Linked DNA regions of Mus musculus: region 1 is linked to region 2. Evidence: chromatin contacts called from public HiChIP or PLAC-seq data. All regions are on one chromosome and are shown on one strand. Each heading gives the region's core, a stretch centred on a gene start, on an enhancer-like site or on the middle of the called end of the contact. The rest is flanking DNA. Distances are from core to core; before and after follow the strand shown. Region 1 overlaps Arid4a (AT rich interactive domain 4A (RBP1-like)). Region 2 overlaps Arid4a (AT rich interactive domain 4A (RBP1-like)).

Region 1 (6,740 bases), core at 3,617-6,116, 42 kb before region 2:
TGGTTGACAAAAAATGAGATTAAATACAATTTTTAGGTGTTGATTATATGGCTGGTACGGTAGAGCTCATAACCAAGCATAATTGTTTCTTGTAAAAGACAGTAGGAATCTATTTTTAGAAGATTAGAGGGTAAAGGGGATTTTTCTCCAACATAAGATAGCTTTTGGAATGACTGTGCTGAGACAATTTGGCAAAAAAAAAATTGTCTTAGGATTTAAATTTTGAATATTAGATGTGATGTCTGAATTTTATGTGTATTTAGTCTTAGGTTGTGTGTTTCAGGGTAAATAGGCCACATTTTCAGGGTGTGAACTCTTAGCAGGCTGTGGTTAGCTGTTGGATTTCTATTGAACATTAATTAGGATCTTATATCGCCAAATGCTGAAAGAAGGGTTAGTCTCTTTATTTCTGCTAATACTTTTAATTAGTGTCCCTTCCAGAATGTATTTTCCCTATCCCTCAAAAAATAGCCTGAAATTTTAAACAAAGAGGCTAAAAAGAGCTTTGAAAGAAGTTGCAGAGGTGCCTCTAAGACAGTAAATGGTGTCTGTGTTATAGTGATTAATTCTGTAATAGTGTAATGTTTCATCCAAGTGGCTAGTGAGAAATGCTAGGAAAAATGCACAGAGCAGAGGCTAAAATTTGCAGGAATAACAGCAAAGAAAAATTCAAAGATAAGGACACTTAGAAAAATAATGTCTCCTTACAGTGTGTCTCTTATGAACTTGCTAAAATTTAGTGGGTACGGTTGCTTTATTCCTGACAGAAAAATAGCAAAAATCACAAACTGTAGGCATGCTTTATGCAGTTTATTCTACATTATTTCTCAGCTGCTCATTTTCCCACTGTTTGGTCAATTGCCACAGGCTTGTTGTAAAGTAGTTCTCTGGCCACCTTAGTGGGCTTCCTTTAGTGAGATCGTGTTTGTTTCAGGGGAAGGATCAGCTGCATTTCCTGCTCTTGGATTTGAGATTTAGTTGCTGAATCATTCTAACTCATCTTGAAGAATAATTCTTAAAACAATTTAACATGCTGATCAATCGAGAGCTGCTTCAAAGCACACATAGCAAGAGGAGAAACCGGAGTGTGATGTGCACTGGCTGATCTGAGGAGCCAGGGCCTACCTGGCTTAGTCATTATGGGCCTTCCCCACACCAGTGAGGCTAACTGCTGTATTACAGTACAGAGCATAGTTCTCCCTCAGATGAAGGGATGCTGGGCTGCTTATGAGGATGGGATGCTGCTCTACAAGGATCTAAAGATCCTTTGGAACATTCTGTAAACCATTAAACAACACTGTAGATCGTCAGCCAGGGTAGGCTAGCAAGCATATGCTGCAGAATCATACAAGTGTTGGTGTTTGTGCAGTGCGAATGAGCAGTAGCCTCTGTTCGTTAACCGTGCTGCGGGGATTCAAGCATTAGTTGGAGCAGTAAGATTGGACATTGTGCAGCTTTCCAGGGGCAGGAGCTTTTTTATTTAGTATTTTATTTCCTACTCAGAGGCCACGTCAGGCTTTGAGTGTAAGCAGCGTGTCTCAGGCTGTGCTTGGAAGAGACTTGCGGATGGGGCAGGAATACTTCCTGTCTGTATTGGTAATTGCAACACATAGATAACTAGGCCAAAAAGAGCTGCTTAGAGATGATTTTTGTGGTCTTATTTAAATGTCTTTGTTAAGAAAGTTTTATATTAGAAAAGACATTACTAATTTTTTTTAGCTTGGAAATTTATTGGAAAGTCCAGATGAATAGAAATGATAGGAATTATTTATTTCTCTTGACTTAGGTTTATATTGGATAAATGTAGGGGAGTTTTCTAAGGGTAAGATGTTAAAAGGTTAATTATCAAGAGGAAATTAACCAGTTTTAGGTTAAATCATCATGACTTTATCAGTAGACCTTGTGTATCAGATTTCATGTGTAACAATGAAAATTAAAATTAGTGAGTTTTTTTATAAGATCTACTCTTTTTGGTCTAATGTATTGACATACTCATTTTTCCAATCTTGAAGCTTTTGTAGGGATTACCATATTTAGTGCCCAAGATAATTTTCCATTGTTGTAAAAGTCATAAGTGCTTAAGTTTTTAAATTCCTGGAAATATGACTATTCTTTTTTTTGGTATTTGAATCAAATGTCATCTGTGTCAATCTCTGCCCATGTAGGTTATAGGCATTTGCTGGTGACTATTCAAGACCACTCTGTGTATAGACCCACAGTAAATGCCTGATAACTCAGGAAAACTGTAATGTCAGTAAAGCTTAAGGTTTTAAATTTTAATATAGATATCAAAGCTGATTTTAATAACTTCAGTTACCAATAATAATAGGCTTTAAGTAGATTTGACACAACCTCCTTTAATGAATACCTTAGATATTAGCTTACATTCAAATACAACAATTTGCTTAAATTTAGACTATTAAACAAGGAAATGAAAAATAACAGTGGGCTGGACAGAGATGGTTAAGGGGCCAAGAGCATGGCAGATTGTGCAAAAGACCTCAGTCTGGCCAGTTTGCTACTTAGCACCCACATGGCAGTTTACAGACATCTCTACCTCCAGCTCCAGGCGATCCAGTGCCCTCTTCTGGCTTACTCAGGCACTGAATGCATATGGAGCACTTGTGTATGCAGGCAGAAACATACATACACATTAAAAAAGAGAAGTCTCTTTATTCTTTTAATTTTTTTTTCTTTTATGAGCACACTGTGGCTGTCTTCAGACACACCAGAAAAGGAAATCATATCCCTTTACAGATGGTTATGAGTCACCATGTGGTTGCTGGGAGTTGACCTTAGGACCTCTGGAAGAGCATTCAGTACTCTTGACCATTGAGCCATCGCTTCAGCCCCGAAATCTCTATTTAAGAAGTCTTAATGAGTTTTTAAAAGTCGTTACTACTTCAGCCTAAAACATAAACAACACTAAATTCACATAATGAGACTAATAAGATTTATACATTTGTTCACATAAATTTAGCTACATTTTAAAAATAGTTATTGTGTAGAGGTGTTCTATCTGTATGAATGTCTTTGCACTACTTGCATGCCTGGTATCTGTGGAGGCCAGAAGGCGGGAGTCAGAATCCCCTGGAACTGGGAATCAAATCCAGGTCCTCTGGAAGAGCAGCCAGTGCTCTTAACCATGGCGCCATCTCTCCATGGTTAAAAAAAAAAAAAAAGTTTTACGTAATCATACTTTATATTAGAGGTCATATAAGAGGTTTGGGTGACGTTAAAAACTTGATGATAACCAGCTGGTGATGGTGCATGCCTTTAATCTTAGCACCTGGGAGGCAAAGGCAGGAGGATTTCTGTGAATTTGAGGTCAGCCTGGTCTACAAACAGGGTTACATAGAGAGCCCTTGTCTTGAAACACACACACACACACACACACACACACATGCAGTATTTGCAAACAAATAATAAATAAATAAGATAAATAAATGGTCTTGATGAGAGCACGACTATCACATCTTGATTATAGTGTATGTATCATTTCAAGTGGAAAAGTAATTTATTGGGTTTACTTTAACTTTTGAAATGCAAGAGTCATAAAATTATTTTAAGTGGGATGGTTAAATTGTAAAACAGCATCTTGCAGTAAATATATCACTTCCTTTGTGTTCCTGGAAGTGTTTGGCATGTGTGTAACAGTGAGGAATGGTATTTCAGTGAGGAATGGTATTTCTGTAAATTTTAGGATCTGAGTTAACTGGTTCTCCAACTATTACTGGGTAATTCAGTGTTTGCAATCAAGTCATCTTCTTTGAATGTCACCTTGTCTCCACTCCGGCTTTGGAAAGAAACCCCCTAAGTTTCGGGTGGGAGCAGATTATGAACCGCATGAGGCATGAGAGGAGACTTAGACCCAACAGCCTGTTCTTTTTCCCAGGCACACTTGACAGCGTGTCGCCCTCTGAGAGCCAGGTCCCTGGGGTTCTGCTCTGGATCAGAAGTCTGAGTCTATCAGCTCCCTCTCCTCCTCCTCTAGCCCATTCCATTCTGTTCCCGCCTCTTCTGCCCTCAAGTTTCCTCCACTTGTCTGTCTGTCTGTCTGTCTGTCTGTCTGCGCTTACCCTTTTGTCCAGGTTGCTCAGTTGCATCTGTCACTGTGGTGTCTTGTCCTCTCATCACAACCAGAACAACTGCTGACAGTCACCAGAGACCTTTAACCAAACAACAGTGTTTCTTATCTCATCTGACACCTTAGTAGCACTCAGATGGCATGACATTACATTGGTTTTCTGGTTTACTTCCCAACTAAATGATAGAATGACCCCAAATCTCTGTGCACACCTCAGATGTCTCTTGGCTACAGACATTTATATAAAACTGTCTGGAATTTTTTTCATGTTTATAAGTACTCAAACTCAGTATGCCCACAGCTTCGATTACCTCCCTTCCTGGCCATTCCTAATCTATTTTAATAAAAGCACCACACCCAGTTGCCTAAGCCAGATACACAGAAGGCACCTTGATTGTTTTCTTGGTCTTTCCATCTGAATCCATTCAGACACAAACCCTTTGTCTTCTACCTCCTTGAATAGCTCCTTACTTTGCCCACCTCTTTACATTTTTACTCTGCCGCACTTGGTCCAGGCAATCTCTGGCTTTTCCTAGACTAGTGCATTAGCACATAACTGCTGGCCTGCCCCTCCCCCTCCCCCAGGCTGGTCTCTGCACTAGATCTGAAGCTAGTTTTTTCAAACCAGAAACTACATGTGATCCCTTTGGGAATAAATAATTTTAGGACACAAAAGAGGTGTTTTTTTTTTTTAACTTTTTACTTAAAATATTTCTAAAGCATGTTATGTAATATCTCTTTTTCAAAGCAGTGTACTTGGCATTACTTAATGTCACATTATTCCAGATTTATTTATTCAGGAAATTCACTGCTGTCAGGACCTTTGGACCTTACACAAATACTGCCTACTTAATTTTTAAAACTTATTTCTCTTTTGCTTTATAGTTAGTTATTTATGTACATTTTATTTGGGTAGAGGAGGCTCACCAGCCATGCTAGTCAGGGGCTTGAACTCTGGCTGTGAGGCTTGGTAGCAACCCGCCACCATTATCCACTGAGCCATCTCCCCACCCCTGTGTATTTAAGGCAGGAGCTCTAGAAGCCTAAGCAGAAGATGACCTTGAATTCCCCCTACCTTTACCTCCCAAGCTCTGGGATGGCAACTGTATCCTATTTCCTGCTCTACTATCTGGTTTTGTATTTGAAACTTTGTACATAGTTGGGTTTTTGTTTGTTTTTTGTTTTGTTTTGTTTTTACTTTGTAGATTGTTCATTAGCGTCTATGTTAAGTTCTCCCTCCCTCGCCCTCCCTCACCTTTTCTGGGATGTAGTGTTGCTCTGCTGCCCAGGCTGACCTTGAATTCCTGCGCTCTTGAATTCTCTTGGCTCTGCCTCCTGAGTAGCTGCGACTACAGGTGCAGGTCATTGTACCAAGCCTTTTCTTTTTCATTTTTTTAGATTTATTTCATTTTATATGTATGAGTGTGTTGCCTGAATGTATGTTTGTGCACTGTGTGCATGCTTGGCGTCTAGGGAAGTCCGAATAAGGCATCAGATCTGCTGGAACAGGACTTAGGGACACCTGGGAGACACTGTGTGGACTCTGAGAGTCAAATACTTCTGCAGGAGCAGCAAGAGTTCTTAACTGTTGAACTGTCTCTCCAGCCACTTAAAAAGTATTCTTAGGGCTAAAGAGATGGCTCAGTGGTTAAGAGCACTGACTACTCTTCCAGAGGTCCTGAGTTCAATTCCCAGCAACCACATGGTGGCTCACAACCATCTGTAATGGAATCCAACATTCTCTTCAGCTGTGTCTGAAGACAGCAACAGTGTACTCATACACAAAAAAGAAATAAATATTTAAAAAAATCTTTTTGGGTGCTAGAGAAGAGATAGCTGAGCAGTTAAGAGCACTGACTGCTCTTCCCGAGGGCCAAGGATCAATCCCAGCACCCATGTGGGGCTCACAGCTCTGTAACTCCGGTTCCAGGGATCAACACCCTTGCAGACATACATGCAGGCGAAACACCAGTGCACATTTAACAAGTACTAAATACATTTTAAAACATATTCTTAAAATATTTTTCTTTTTAAATTGAAGTCGTTATTAACTATTCCACCGAGGCACTGTAATGTGTCTGTTGTATTGGAACAGAACATCTGCCAGCAGTAAAGTAAACCTTTTCTCATCACTGTTGGAATCACCCTCTGTTAGGGTGTGAGCAGGGGAAGCCGACTAATCCAAATCACTTTTTGCTTGTTTTTACAGACTTGTTGGTTTTCTTTTTTTTTTCTTTTTTTTTTTAAATTAGGTATTTTCCTCATTTACATTTTCAATGCTATCCCAAAAGTCCCCCATACCCACCCCCCCAATCCCCTACCCACCCACTCCCCCTTTTTGGCCCTGGTGTTCCCCTGTACTGGGGCATATAAAGTTTTCGTGTCCAATGGGCCTCTCTTTCCAGTGATGGCCAACTAGGCCATCTTTTGATACATATGCAGCTAGAGACAAGAGCTCCGGGGTACTGGTTAGTTCATATTGTTGTTCTACCTATAGGGTTGCAGATCCCTTTAGCTCCTTGGGTACTTTCTCTAGCTCCTCCATTGGGGGCCGTGTGACCCATCCAATAGCTGACTGTGAGCATCCACTTCTGTGTTTGCTAGGCCCCAGCATAGTCTCACAAGAGAGAGCTATATCTGGGTCCTTTCAGCA
Region 2 (7,063 bases), core at 3,267-5,766:
ACTCTCTGCCTTCAGATACACTCTCTCTGCCTTCAGATACACTCTCTCTGCCTTCAGATACACTCTCTGCCTTCAGATACAGATACACTCTCTGCCATCAGATACACTCTCTGCCTTCAGATACACTCTCTCTGCCTTCAGATACAGATACACTCTCTGCCTTCAGATACAGATACACTCTCTGCCTTCAGATACAGATACACTCTCTGCCTTCAGATACACTCTCTGCCTTCAGATACAGATACACTCTCTGCCTTCAGATACAGATACACTCTCTGCCTTCAGATACACTCTCTGCCTTCAGATACACTCTCTGCATCAGATACACTCTCTGCCTTCAGATACACTCTCTGCCTTCAGATACAATCTCTGCCTTCAGATACACTCTCTCTGCCTTCAGATACACTCTCTGCCTTCAGATACACTCTCTGCCTTCAGATACACTCTCTGCCTTCAGATACACTCTCTGCCTTCAGATACACTCTCTGCCTTCAGATACAGATACACTCTCTGCCTTCAGATACACTCTCTGCCTTCAGATACAGATACACTCTCTGCATCAGATACACTCTCTGCCTTCAGATACACTCTCTGCCTTCAGATACACTCTCTCTGCCTTCAGATACACTCTCTGCCTTCAGATACACTCTCTCTGCCTTCAGATACACTCTCTGCCTTCAGATACACTCTCTGCCTTCAGATACACTCTCTCTGCCTTCAGATACACTCTCTCAGCCTTCAGATACACTCTCTGCCTTCAGATACAGATACACTCTCTGCCATCAGATACACTCTCTGCCTTCAGATACACTCTCTCTGCCTTCAGATACAGATACACTCTCTGCCTTCAGATACAGATACACTCTCTGCCTTCAGATACAGATACACTCTCTGCCTTCAGATACAGATACACTCTCTGCCTTCAGATACACTCTCTGCCTTCAGATACAGATACACTCTCTGCCTTCAGATACACTCTCTCTGTCTTCAGATACACTCTCTGCCTTCAGATACACTCTGCCTTCAGATACACTCTCTGCCTTCAGATACACTCTCTGCCTTCAGATACACTCTCTCTGCCTTCAGATACACTCTCTCTGCCTTCAGATACACTCTCTGCCTTCAGATACAGATACACTCTCTGCCATCAGATACACTCTCTGCCTTCAGATACACTCTCTGCCTTCAGATACAGATACACTCTCTGCCTTCAGATACAGATACACTCTCTGCCATCAGATACACTCTCTGCCTTCAGATACACTCTCTGCCTTCAGATACACTCTCTGCCTTCAGATACACTCTCTGCCGTCAGATACACTCTCTCTGCCTTCAGATACACTGTGTGCCTTCAGATACACTCTCTGCCTTCATATACACTCTCTGCCTTCAGATACACTCTCTCTGCCTTCAGATACAACTCTGCCTTCAGATACACTCTCTCTGCCTTCAGATACACTCTCTCTGCCTTCAGATACACTCTCTCTGCCTTCAAATACACTCTCTGCCTTCAGATACACTCTCTGCCTTCAGATACACTCTCTGCCTTCAGATACACTCTCTGCCTTCAGATACACTCTCTCTGCCTTCAGATACACTCTCTGCCTTCAGATACACTCTCTGCCTTCAGATACAGATACACTCTCTGCCTTCAGATACACTCTCTCTGTCTTCAGATACACTCTCTGCCTTCAGATACACTCTCTGCCTTCAGATACACTCTCTGCCTTCAGATACACTCTCTGCCTTCAGATACAGATACACTCTCTGCCTTCAGATACACTCTCTCTGTCTTCAGATACACTCTCTGCCTTCAGATACACTCTCTGCCTTCAGATACACTCTCTGCCTTCAGATACACTCTCTGCCTTCAGATACACTCTCTCTGCCTTCAGATACACTCTCTGCCTTCAGATACAGATACACTCTCTGCCTTCAGATACACTCTCTGCCTTCAGATACACTCTCTGCCTTCAGATACACTCTCTCTGCCTTCAGATACACTCTCTGCCTTCAGATACAGATACACTCTCTGCCTTCAGATACAGATACACTCTCTGCCTTCAGATACAGATACACTCTCTGCCTTCAGATACAGATACACTCTCTGCCTTCAGATACACTCTCTCTGTCTTCAGATACACTCTCTGCCTTCAGATACACTCTCTGCCTTCAGATACAGATACACTCTCTCTGCCTTCAGATACACTCTCTCTGCCTTCAGATACAGATACACTCTCTCTGCCTTCAGATACACTCTCTGCCTTCAGATACACTCTCTGCCTTCAGATACAGATACACTCTCTGCCTTCAGATACAGATACACTCTCTGCCATCAGATACACTCTCTGCCTTCAGATACACTCTCTGCCTTCAGATACAGATACACTCTCTGCCTTCAGATACAGATACACTCTCTGCCATCAGATACACTCTCTGCCTTCAGATACACTCTCTGCCTTCAGATACACTCTCTGCATCAGATACACTCTCTGCCTTCAGATACACTCTCTGCCTTCAGATACAATCTCTGCCTTCAGATACAGATACACTCTCTGCCTTCAGATACAGATACACTCTCTGCCTTCAGATACAGATACACTCTCTGCCATCAGATACACTCTCTGCCTTCAGATACACTCTCTGCCTTCAGATACACTCTCTGCCTTCAGATACACTCTCTGCCTTCAGATACAGATACACTCTCTGCCTTCAGATACAGATACACTCTCTGCCATCAGATACACTCTCTGCCTTCAGATACACTCTCTGCCTTCAGATATACTCTCTCTGCCTTCAGATACACTCTCTGCCTTCAGATACACTCTCTGCCTTCAGATACACTCTCTGCCTTCAGATACACTCTCTGCCTTCAGATACACTCTCTCTGCCTTCAGATACACTCTCTGCCTTCAGATACACTCTCTCTGCCTTCAGATACACTCTCTGCCTTCAGATACACTCTCTGCCTTCAGATACACTCTCTGCCTTCAGATACACTCTCTGCCTTCAGATACACTCTCTCTGCCTTCAGATACAACTCTGCCTTCAGATACACTCTCTCTGCCTTCAGATACACTCTCTCTGCCTTCAGATACACTCTCTCTGCCTTCAAATACACTCTCTGCCTTCAGATACACTCTCTGCCTTCAGATACACTCTCTGCCTTCAGATACACTCTCTGCCTTCAGATACACTCTCTCTGCCTTCAGATACACTCTCTGCCTTCAGATACACTCCTGTCCTTTGATTGTAAGCTTGAATCTCAAGCCCATGGGTAATAGCTGGTTGCATTGAGAGTTAGTGTTTTCTCCTCTTGTTGAAAGTGGGTGTACTGCAGCTGAATTAACCAGAATGACCCTTGAAAAAGAGTATGAACTACTTTAAAATTTGTGATTTACTAAACATGTTGGGTTTTCCAGGAGGATATATCTACCCAACATATATTTACTGGCTGCCCCTATGTTTGTTATTTGTGATTCACCAAATGAATAGGCCTAGGAATCTTCAGCACTACCTATGTGGAGCCATAAATCATTCATAGACAGCTACAAGGCAACACTAATGAGCATATGTCACGTGCCAGGTCTCCACAGGTGATGCAGAAGCTGTATGAATTAGACACAGGCTTCACTTTCTAGTATCTTAACATTGCTGCATAGTGTGTGCCTTGTAGGACATTAACCAGTCTACTGTGAAATAATCTTAAAGTCGTATCTGTGCTTTACTTTAAGCATGCAGAGTCGACAGCCAGTCAAACATTGGACATGGTACCTATTCAAGGTCTGCCAAAATAACAGTAACAGAAATTGAGTTCTGTGTCCTAAACTCATTAGTAATCAGATGAAAACAAGGAGAGGTGATCACTCGGTGCGACTGTAGGGAGACTTGTAGTGTCCAAGATGATAATGCCAGTCACTGGGAAAAATAGGAGGGAGATTCATGCATTGTTGGATCAAAACAAACTATGATCGCTCCTGTATCAGTCGTTTTACATTGCTGTTAACAAAAGAATGTAGGGAATCAGGACACAGTATATCCCAGGATGTGTCTCCGGGGTCTCTTCCCTCCCACTGCTCCACCTCCAGCTTTTCAGGAAAGAAGGCCATCCTATGACTCCATCAAGGATTACCCCACTGATGAGGTCAGAGCCAGCACGCTAGGACTGTTTCTGAAATGCCTCATGCACGCATACACAGGGGTGTTCTTTCCTCCTCTTCCTGACACTTCTCAGTCTAATCAAGTTGCCCACTGGGACCAACCATCAAAGTCTCCTCCTCAACTTCCACCCAAGCACCTCCCTTCTACCACAAAATTCTGCTCTGACCAAGCGCACTCACAGACCGCCGCGCTCCCCGATAAAGCAGCACCAAGAGCACACTCACGTGCCCTTAGAGTTAAAAAAAGCAAGCTGTCAGCTCACACCCCCAGGACTGCAGGACAGGTCTCAAGTTAGGGACAGGATGAGACTGGTTGAAACTGTGTTGAGAAATGGGATCATCATGCCTACCCTTTAAAGAAAGGTTCACTTCTCCCTACCTCTAGCAGAAACATGAACAGAACCAGCGTTGTAGACTTAGGGCCACCAGCTATAGCTAATGGTGACAGAAAAGGGGTAAATCAGGAGTGAGTACCGAATGGTGGCTCTCTCTGTCCTTTCCTAAACCACGATGTAACCCTCCCACTCTTGAGAACCATAGCTAAGTATGCGCGTCCCTGAGACGGGAGAGGAGGCTTCTCCTGAAGAAACTAACTATGCCTAGACAAACTGTCTACCCTAGACAAAGACAAAGACCAAAAGAGGGAAAGAAAAGACACTTACCTCGAAAAAAACTGTTATTTACTTAAAAGCACAAGATATAGTAAACATTTTAAGCTGTTCATGGAGGCTTGTCGCCTTGGCTGTAATCTTAGCCTTTCAGGGGTGGAGGCAGGGGATCGAGAGTTCAAGGGCAGCCTGAAGGAGGTGGCTGATTCAAGGCTAACCTGGGTTATATAAGGTTACATAACAAAATAAAACAAAAACAAAAAAACAAAAAAAAGAAGAAAAATGATTTTTTTTCAGATATAAAGACAAATCTATGAAAGTATGACAGGGGCATTTAAGAAAATAATAAAAGGGGAATACATGTAAAACTGAAAAACAAAACAAAACCAAAAAACAACATTAGAAAGGAAGAGAGCCGGGCAGTGGTGAGGCCGGCCTTTAGTCCCTGCACTCAGGAGGCAGATTGGGAACGAAGACTACAAGAAACCTGTCTCTCGGGGGAAAAAAAGGCAACAAAAAGCACCTCAGATAGATAGATGTCTGTGGGGTAACCTGCAGTGTCTGTACACTCCTGATGCACCCACACTCAGGCTCCTGAGGAAGGTGTGGCCGTTTCCCTTAGCCTGAATAACTCCACGCATGCACACACCCACATGCACATCTGACTGTTGAGAGCGGTGAGAGAGAGTTCGCCCTCTGACAGAACTTCTGGGGATGCCCTGGCCTATTCTTAGGCCAGCAGTTTTCAATACTGAAAAATGGCCTGGAGCAGATGGAAAGAAATTAGACTTTGAAAGTTTGTCCATTTTAATAAAAATGGTAAATACTAAGAAGTCCGGGCGTGGTGGCACATGCCTTTAATCCCAGCACTTGGGAGGCAGAGGCAGGTGAATTTCTGAGTTTAAGGCCAGCCTGGTCTACAAAGTGAGTTCCAGGACAGCCAGGACTATACAGAGAAACTCTGTCTCGAAAAAAAAAAACAAAACAAAAAAACAAACAAACAAAAAGAAGTCATTACAGCGTCGGTAAACACAGGGTGGGATGGTATAACTCAGTTCAAAGCGCTTACCTAGCAGAGAAGCCTTTGGGTCCATTGCCCAGTGTATATCTTCTGCTACTCTTGCCCCTACCTGACACCAGACTTCATCTCTCTTTTAATCCTTACTTTTTGTGATGTCTGACTTTGTTTAGTTTTTCATTTTGGTTGCAGTGCTGGGAGTGGAATCCAGGGCCTGTGCATAGCACCCTGGCTCCTGCGCTGCCCGCTGCCTCCCAACCTTGTGATATCTCTTCTGTAGGGTTAATTCCCTTAATTGGCCCAAAGGTGAGCCCAGCAGAGTGCTTGCTGACAACTTGCACCCCTTGTGCATCGTTTAATCGGCCCTTGATTGAAGTGAATGATGCTAAACATCTAGTTACAGCCTGTAATCCCAACACTTGTGGAGTAGAGGCGAGAAAATCAGAAATTAAGGTCATCCTTGGCTACATATCAAGTTTGAACTAACCTAGGCAATGTGAGACTGTCGCAGAAACAAACAACAAATCTTCCTTAGAATTTAGCATCTAACTTTAGGTATCTGAGTAGTCATTTCTTGCTCTAACCTGGTTGTGTTGATTCCACAGTGTCTCACGCAGGAGCGTCAATGTCCTCTGCTTCATCAGACACTGGAATGAGCCCTTCTTCATCGTCTCCCCCCCAAAATGTACTTGCTGTAGAGTGCAGGTGATGAACAGTTCTCCACCCCACAGCAGTTTGCTGCCATGGACATAAATCCCCAAACCCTGAAATACAACCACAGAAAGCACTCAGCCGGCTAAGTATATCCTTCCTGTATAGTTTCCAGGATTGTATCTAGACCCTCCTCTCTCCTTTTTTTATTGTTGCAGAAAATAAGCTTATTAATAATTGAAGGTTAGGCAGCCTGCCATATTGGTCATAATTTTTCCTCTGTATTTTCTTTCTTTCTTTCTTTTTTTTTTTGTGTGTGTGTGTGTGATAGAGAAAAAAAAGGGCACTTAGCAAAATGGAATTTGTATAATAAAGCTTTCAAGTGTTCTAGAAATCATAGACAAGCGCACACAACAGACAGGAGAGCATTATCTGGTTAGCAGTTACTGCTGCACTTTCACTGAGATGCATTGAACACTTGGTGAGTAGGGGGTTGATTTTGTTTTATTCTTGTATTATTATAATTATTATAATAATTATTATTAATGTTGATTTTTTATTCATTTCAATTTTGTGGAAGCACTTGCTATGTAGAACTGCCAAAGTATATGTGCAGCAGTGTGCCC

Evidence for each region. HiChIP or PLAC-seq counts read pairs in DNA pulled down with a chosen protein or histone mark.
Region 1: an H3K27ac HiChIP or PLAC-seq map of embryonic stem cells shows a contact between it and region 2, with 5 read pairs. The contact joins two enhancer-like sites. A contact is called at or near these places in 18 of 39 promoter capture datasets (the 3T3-L1 cell line, 3T3-L1-derived adipocytes, the C10 cell line and 11 more), 19 of 484 Hi-C or Micro-C datasets (the 3T3-L1 cell line, 3T3-L1-derived adipocytes, the AML12 cell line and 9 more), 2 of 115 datasets of contacts at active chromatin or transcription factors (the HPC-7 cell line and embryonic stem cells) and 2 of 9 other capture datasets (adipose tissue and liver).

The regions. Positions count from the first base shown.
Region 1 is chr12:71,048,610-71,055,349 of GRCm38.p6, forward strand. The region is part of intron 11 of Arid4a (AT rich interactive domain 4A (RBP1-like)); the gene reads left to right. Among named protein-coding and RNA genes, the nearest start is that of Arid4a, 36 kb to the left of the region's middle. Within about 2 kb of position 4,867, at least 14 of the 459 cell types and tissues checked have an H3K27ac peak or open chromatin away from gene starts, as enhancers often do. A contact at or near this core is called in embryonic stem cells, where this site is marked.
Region 2 is chr12:71,091,110-71,098,172 of GRCm38.p6, forward strand. Arid4a (AT rich interactive domain 4A (RBP1-like)) reads left to right here. Exons shown (of 24, transcript NM_001081195.1): 24 at 6,392-7,063. The coding sequence ends at 6,495. Among named protein-coding and RNA genes, the nearest start is that of Tomm20l, 17 kb to the right of the region's middle. Within about 2 kb of position 4,517, at least 12 of the 459 cell types and tissues checked have an H3K27ac peak or open chromatin away from gene starts, as enhancers often do. A contact at or near this core is called in embryonic stem cells, where this site is marked.